2 separate regions of the Rattus norvegicus genome follow, and region 1 is linked to region 2. The links are chromatin contacts, called in public Hi-C maps. All regions are on one chromosome and are shown on one strand. Each heading gives the region's core, a stretch centred on a gene start, on an enhancer-like site or on the middle of the called end of the contact. The rest is flanking DNA. Distances are from core to core; before and after follow the strand shown.

Region 1 (4,162 bases), core at 1,146-3,645, 860 kb after region 2:
TAAGTGTCCCGCTTAGTGCAAGGACATCCCTACTGTGAGGGCTATGACATCAGAGCCTAGCACGTGCTTAGACCACTGATGACCATTGTTCTACGCTGTCTGAATGGCACAGGCCTTTACCAAGTGAACACTCTGTGACCCTGACATTTGTTGGGATTTGCGAAAGCATTCTCTAATTCCTCACCTAGTTTCCCATGAAACGTGGGTGTTATGTTCTTCTGTATATAGAACTTGCATGGATCTGAAATAAAAGAATGATGAGAGGTCTTCCCTACCACAGCATTTTAAGTTTTGGAAAGGACACGTTTCATTTAGATGTACAATACAAAGGCTTCACCTTCTCCCTAGGCTCTGTATTTTATCTGAAGAGGCTTGTCCCGTGGCTCTATATTTTAGTTTATCTGAAGAGGCTTGACTGTCATTCTGTCTTCCTTGTTCACTTATTCCCTGCTCATTTCCAGTTCACAGGCTGACTGTGTTAGAAGATTCCAATTTAAAGAACCTTTATATATATATATATATATATATATATATATATATCACATATATACATATAGTATGTTCATATTTCTGTGTGCATCTTCATATTCGTGTGTGACGGATGGATATAGAGGTCAGATACCTATGTAATGCGTCTTCCTCAGTCCCCCTCAATTCTTTCTATATTTTGGAGACAGTGTCTCTCTCGTGAATCTGGAGTTTACCCATTCATTCAGGTTTACTTGCTGGAGAGCTAAAGGGACACATCGAAACACCTACACCCAACCCTGGGTTTATAGATGCTATCACTGTGCTGAGATCTTAATATAGGAGCTGAGGGTCTTCATGCTTCCAAAGCAGGCACTTTAGATACCAAGCCACCTTTCTAATCCTTCAAGGCATCTTTTTATAGTTAACCACAAGCAGCATTTGAATTGGGAAAATTTAGTACCATTTTTTTTACTATTGCTATCGTTGTTGTTAATTTAACCTGATTGTGATATTGTGTGAATCAGGAAGCCCTGGTGCATGATGGGAGATGTCAGATTCTATCACCTACTAGCTGATTTTCAGTGGCACCTGTGCAGCTTCTCCATAAATTGTAAATGAATGTTTTCTTTGCCAAACCGCTGCAGCAGGAAGGCAGGAAGCAAAAACACATTCAGATTCTTGCTGTCACTGAGTATTCTAGGAATGAAATATTAGGTGGCCGTAGGAGAAATACAACTTGTAGAAGGGACATCGTGACACATGCATTATCAACTCCTCTAACACTCTCATCGCTCTCCCAACACAGAAATAATGGAGGTCAGCAACACGCCTTCCTCCACAGCAAGCTTAATGCTGGAGGGGTAAGTACAGTGCAGCAAGTGACCTCTGGAGAGACATTTGTTGGATGTTTGTGATTTTGTGCAAGGCCGAGGAGTGCCCTTTGGTTAATCTTTGCATGATTTTGGCATGTGTCATCTGAAGTATAGGCGTGATCTCGATTTTGACTCTGCAGATTGAAAGAGATTAACTTCCTCACAAAACATCTATTTCATGGGTGAGATGCGGTCTGATTACTATTCCATGGGGCTTCCTGTGGCCCAAATACACTGTGTAACCAAAAAGCTGAATTTCACTCAGGCTTTCATTTTTATCTTTCATCCTTTTCTGTTCTTTTAATATCATCCTAGACCACAACTGACATGAACATCGTTGAGAATTTCTTGTGTGATAATGAATATCTACTTTATTCTATGATCACGAATATAAAGTAATAGTTAGGGGTGTTCGACAAGAGCCTTCTCAATTCACTGAAGTTTTATAATCGATAAAACTGGGGAGTCATGACTGTTTATGTATGTTTCCCTTCAACATGAATATCTCTCAGCACACTCATCTTCACCACCAAGGATGCTGCTAGAATGTTCCCACGTATGTGTTGCTGAGACATACAGAAAGGGGTAGAGATGGGTTCTCCTAGCCATCTCTTCACTTTTTATGAGGGGTGGGGGTACATTGTGAGAAATCCAGAAATCTTGCCATAAGAATGATCTTTGGGTGACCCTAGAGTAGCTAGGTAAGTGAACTCTCTAATTTCTCTTATGCATGCACTTTCCCTAATCCTCATATTCCTTCTACGTTGGTGGTGATTCTTTTTTTTTTTAATTTATTTATTATATATAAGCACACTGCAGCTATCTTCAGACACACCAGAAGAGGGCATCAGATCTCATTACAGATGGTTGTAGGCCACCATGTGGTTGATGGGATTTGAACTCAGGACCTCTGGAAGAGCAGTCAGTGCTCGTAACCACTCAGCCGTCTCTCCAGCCCCACTGGTGATTCTTTTAGCTCCATTACTCCAGCTTCCTAGGTCTAGACTTCCAATTCCATAGTTATGTAGATTAGTAGCCAAGAGAGTCAAGTGGACTGAAAGACTGATGCAGTCACCTGAGTTCACACACCCATATGTGCAATTTTAAAGTCTGTCTTTGGGATCCTACAAAGACTCCCTGCTTCCTGAGGGCAGGAAATGAAAAACGACTATTCTCATCAACTTCTATCAATTTCTTTAGGAATTATATGAGACAGTGAACACAAACCCAGAGCAGAAAGTTTCCTCAGCACTTAGGAGGAGGAAGAAAGGTGGAAAAGAAGGTTGAAGCCACCAAAAGGAGACACGCTGTGCCTTCGACTTTATTTCTTATAGATAGAGGACTTCAAACACACTCACTGGATTTTATTACTGAAATTTGCAAAGTGTGCATGCCATCCTTCAGTCAAGGTGACTTCATAACTGACAAAACAGACAAGATACAAAATCTGTGTATTGGCTTTCTACAATATTAACACTATAAACAGTGAAACACCACCCATTTCTATAGGGCAACAAATGATTGTTTCCACACAGATGGTAATAAGGAAATTTATGAAGAAGACTATTGTAGGAAGTAAACACAGAAACAATGAAAACAGTCTCTGCCACACCCCTGAAGCTGACTACAGCTGCAGGGCAGGGCCTACAGACAATGGCATCGTAATGTCTTCTCTTTTCTGCACCCATTCATTTACAGCTAATAATTAAAAGATTAGGAACTCCATGTCTTCCCACCATGAGGTAGAAAGTCTTGCAGGCCACACCCTGATGACTATGGGCTTCCCACATAGTGAGTCATTTACAGAATTCAGGACTCAAAATCTGCCAAAGGAATGGAGAAGCATTAAGAAGGTGTTTCTTGTGAGCCTACTACAAATACTTGTTTTGAATTTAAGTTAAATGTTAGAGAAATTTATCATGTCCTTTTGTCAGTTTTGTTAAACTATGACACAGAGAAGGTTGGGAGGTTTCTAGAGATGAGGAAATAGATAGATTCTCCAGAATGATGTATTCAAGAACATTATGAATCACAGTGATATTTTATCAATACTATCAAACTTGCAACTGAATTACTAGAGAAGTATAAAGTTTTTAATCTGATTGTTGTGATGAATAAATGATGACTATTGAAGTAGATATGTTTAATTTGATCAAATTGTACACAAGGCATATATTCACTGAACAACATATAACATTCATATAGATGGTTCTTGAGATATACATTAGTTAAAATAAATGTAATTTAATATGGTTAATGATACATATTAACATGATAGATAGGAAGATAGAGATAGAACGAAAAAAAGACAGACAGACAGACAGATAAATGATAATCAGTGAGCAGACAGGAAGGAAAACATAGATGGTAGATAAACAATTGAAAGAGAGACTAGACATCTTGATAGATGTTAGATAAGCTTGTGAGTGGGCATTAAAAAGATCACAGATTGATATACAGTACATGTGTTATTGATAGATCAATGATTTCTGGATACAGACATACATACATTCATACATACACACATCCATACATGCATACACACATACATGCATACATGCATACATGCATACATGCACACATACCTGTATACAAAATGCATGCATACATACATGCATACACGCATGCATACATACATATATGCATGCATTACATATGCACATACACACATACATACATACATATGTGTCTATTGACAGAAGATAGCAACCAGAGATAGAGAATAGAAAGTTGGAAGTAGTAAATATGCCTGAGAGCAATTTTGGAGCCTTAAGTTTATATCAGGTGCTTGGGCTGCTCTTAGCCGTCTTCCCTGTGCT
Region 2 (4,262 bases), core at 1,234-3,733:
ATATTGTGTGAATTGTCTAGGAGTTGGTATAAAGAGGCTCATTTGACAGCTGAGATTTTGGAGGGTCACATGGACTTTGCAATCTGCTCAAAGTAATGTCTTGCAAATATAGAAGTACATGAACCCAGGCTTCTCAGATTCCCAAATCTAAGCTCTGTCTCGGTGGAACTTCTCTTCATTTTCAGGTTTGTCTCAATTCTTACATTGCAGAGAGCTTTCTCTTTCATTTCCCAAGACATGCTGTGTAACACTGAGGAACCACTAAGAAAAGTGCTAAACCATCCCTTTGTATCTTTGATCTTGGGCCAGCCAAATTCTCTGTGGTTCCTTGCTCTGGAGTTAGACACAGCGAATATAAATATAGGTACCAGAGTCAAGACACGTGCTTGCAGGCCCGTAGCTTAGGGGAACAAATCACAGACTGCATCCTGCAGGCTACTTCCAGATGCCATGCTCTAGCCTTTGATGTTCTACAGACCTTGCTTCGCTTTTGCTCAACTTTACATTCTTAGAGTTCAGCTTCAAATGGACACCCTCACCATATCAGCACTGAAGCAGGCAGAATTATTTGTGGTTTTAAAATGTTTAGTTGGGAAGCACACTGCCTTAGAAGTAGTCAAATTACTAGTGTTGTCTAATAATGATTTCCAAAAATTTCTTCATTAAGCAAATTGAGGACTATTTATGCATTTGTCTGTCTTTCAGTTTGTCTGCCTATTATCTATCATCTACTTGCCTATCAAACATCTATTATCTACCCTCTCTTTACTCTCTACCAGTCACCTATCTACCAAGCATTTATTCTCTATCTTTTATTATATATCTATTTATCATCATTGTTTCTCATCTATTTACCAATCATTTTATTATGTACCAATCATCTGTCAACTATTATCTACTGATTAATCAATAGATCTATCCTCACATCTATCAACATATATTGATAAATTGATCTATCATTTATCAGTTTTTACTCATCATCAATCAGTGCATTCATATTTATATGTTCATATTGATTTGTATGAAAATGATATAACAAAAGAGCATTTTAAAACAACGTATTTATTTATGATTGGTGTAAGTTTCCTTTTAGTCTCTAACCACTTCTCCAAAGTCTGCCAAAATTAAAAGCCAAGAGGCAAAGAACATAGCTTGGTTGGTAGAGTACTTGCCTAGCATGCATACAGTCCTGAGTTCAAACCCTAGGACTCTAGAAAGCCAAGCATTGTGGCACAGACCTGATTCTAGTAGTTGGAAGAATCAGACATTCAAGGTGATCCTAGACTATCAAGTTCAAAGGGCCATGTAAGACCCCTTTAAAATAATAAAAACAAATCACACAAAACCAACAAAAACCTTAAACAAAGCCAAATCAAGGACCCCTCTCTTAGTGTGCAGACACTTGCAATTTCATAGCATCAGTGTGTGACTAAGGATGTTATATCCTAGCTTCTCATGTTGACTATTCCTTTGACAGATGCCTGCTGAAGCTCTGGAAAATATCAGGCAGAGTGCTAGGAATTGAGAATCAAAAAAAAAAAAAATCTATTCAGGTTCTTGAAGAAGCCACATGATTAGTCAGTTGAGGTAAAATATATGTCTTTCAAATATAATAAGAACTAATTGCCAGTTCTGAGAATACTGAAGGCTGCCTAGGCCACTTTCCAAGAAGCCTGTTATCTGATGAGCATGTTTCTTCTCTGGTCTCTGGTGTCCAGACCACATTCTCTAGGGCTTTTTCTTCACAGACAGTAACAGTCTCCAAGGGATTATCCTGTGTGTATATTTGTGCTTTTCAGTGTCGGCAAAGGCACTCTGTGGCTCTGTGATGTAAACATTTATCTGCAGACCATGTGATTTGCTATCCTCAGAGCCACAACATCGTCATGGCAACAGTTTTGATAGTAGGGTAAATAGACTGATTTATAGACTCTGTCTGAAGTAGCGCACACCAGGAACATGTATCATATTCTAGACCCAGTTGTAGATGAAGTTGACCTAGGTAGTTCCAGGGAGCCAAACATTTGAAACGAGTCCCTGAAAAGCTCGAATCGGCATTGGAGTATACTGATTAGATGCCTTGGATTATGTCTACGGTCTTTCAATCAGGTTAATTTTCTCATCGACTGGCACAATTCTATTTCTCTGCCTGGTGTGGCTAAGATGTAGAAGGGAGGGTTTGGGGATTTAGCTCAGTGGTAGAGCGCTTGCCTAGCAAGCACAAGGCCCTGGGTTCGGTCCCCAGCTCTGAAAAAAAAGAAAAAAAAATGTAGAAGGTAGCATACATTTTTGGCCACCAGATGTAACTGCCCCTGACTTGAGCAGTTAACAATAGCTCAAACCTCCTTTGAAAAGAGCAAACAAAACAAGCTTAGGAAAACCCTTTCTTGCCTGAAGAGCACGTGTTCCAGAACGCGAGCTGTGGCAGACAAGCTACATTCTTCTGCAGTTGACATTCTTTCCCCACTGACTTATTTTTACTTTCTGTTTGAGTTGGCTTGCTTTTAATTTTTCCCTAAACTGGTCTCTCAGTGCTTCCTCCCTGGTAGGGTTTCCAGAGTGAAAGTCCTTTCTGCCCACTCTTCCGTAGAACTCAATGCGGACTCTTGTCCAGAGTCACTTGACGTCAAGGCTGACTTTTAAGTTTGCCAGAAAGACGTTCTTTAGGGAACAGTTGACACCATCACTTTCTCTCTTTAGAATACAGCCACAGGCTGCCGATGTTTACAGTTTACAAACTGCGTTTCTAAACAATTTAATAAGAGGGGAGACAAGGGGAGGCTTTGAACACTGACAACTATTTTAAAAGACCTATAACATCAACATGTGTTAATTCATGACTCGCTCCCCCTCCTTCTCTCCTCGAGTTTTAAAATGCTTTAAACACCATTGTTTTCAGAACACATCATTTGTTCCTATCCTCCCGAGATCATTCTATATTCTTTTCTTTGAGTGCTTGATTGAGGTGCCTTCTAGATCTTAATAAAAATCTACTGGAAAGCTTGCATTTTGCTTATTTATAATCTTGAGTCTGTAGAAATTTCTAAATGTTTGTAGTCATTTAACAATAACTTTCTTGGCTCTGCTCTCTGATATAAAAAATGATTCTTGAAACATTCTCTCTTGCCTTTCTATTTAATCCATCCCATGCCACCTTCCCCCCCCCCTTCATTTTTTTTAACAGCCTGTCACTGCGTATTTGTTTACCAAATGTTACTTTTCTTGGATCAAATCTATTTTTGAGGCATGCAAAAGCCAGCAACTGTTTGATGCTGTCAGGCCTCGGTCTTATTTATGCATGAATAACATAAATAGCTGGAAAATGACCCTAGCCTGTTTTTCTCAGATTCAGAAAGAAAAAAGTGCTTCCGGGCAATGTTTATGCCAAACTCCTCCTGCCCAACTTCCCAGGTTTGGTGCCAACTGGTGTTTGCAGCCAAGTTGTAAACCTTTGGTAAACATGACCCGTAAGGAAAAGGCCAAGACAACCTGAGCTGGGGCACCAGGGGATGGGAGTAAGTTTACTCTACGAACAAAATTCTAACAGGAACAGAAGGGGAAAATCAGCCAACTATGAAGTGCTCTCTCCACCCTCTGTAACATGGAGGAAACACAAATGATGGGTTTGACTGCTAACATCCCATTAACCCCACTTAGGCATCTTATTGGTTTCCTTTGCACTGCTTCAGAGAAGCCCAGTGCTAAATTTAAAGGACCAGCTTTTGTGTGGCCCAGTGGTTTGTTGTTTGTTTGTTTGTTTTTGTTTCTGAATGGAAACTCTAAGGAGGAGAGGAGAGAAGAGCCTTCACATTTCAGATCCCATGGTCTGGGTATAAGTACTGGCCAGAGAGCTTATGAAAGAATCAATAGGCTCTCTTAAAATAAATTCAAAGATACCCATCCATGCCTACATTTTCTTTGAGTATGCTGTGCTCTGCTGCATGTTGTTTATAAATCCCAAAGGAGAATATTTCTTTATTATTATTATTATTAGCTATTATCATTACTATTCTCTCATATATTTCATCCTGATTCAAGTTTCCCCTCCCTCCTCTCCTTCCAATCTTCCTTTCCTTCCCCTCTTTCAGATCTACTTCTCCATTTCCCTTTAGAAGAGGGCACCCCTCCCAGGAATTTCAACCAAAATGATGACATATTCAGTTGCTATAAGGTGAGGCACCATTTTCCTTGTTAGGATTCTATTTATTCTCTGTGTGTGTGTGTGTGTGTGTGTGTGTGTGTGTGTGTGTACACATGTGTGT

The links. A called contact is a pair of places that touch in the nucleus more often than the background predicts.
Region 1: a Hi-C map of the Rat2 cell line shows a contact between it and region 2, with 5 times the contacts expected there. The contact joins two enhancer-like sites. A contact is called at or near these places in 5 of 12 Hi-C or Micro-C datasets (the A7r5 cell line, the Rat2 cell line, Schwann cells and 2 more).

What each region holds. Positions count from the first base shown.
Region 1 is chr17:70,471,191-70,475,352 of GRCr8, forward strand. The region is part of intron 2 of LOC120097919 (a long non-coding RNA gene); the gene reads right to left. Among named protein-coding and RNA genes, the nearest start is that of Akr1e2, 170 kb to the right of the region's middle. Within about 2 kb of position 2,396, at least 4 of the 93 cell types and tissues checked have an H3K27ac peak or open chromatin away from gene starts, as enhancers often do.
Region 2 is chr17:69,611,703-69,615,964 of GRCr8, forward strand. No RefSeq gene overlaps it. Among named protein-coding and RNA genes, the nearest start is that of Klf6, 160 kb to the left of the region's middle. Within about 2 kb of position 2,484, at least 29 of the 93 cell types and tissues checked have an H3K27ac peak or open chromatin away from gene starts, as enhancers often do.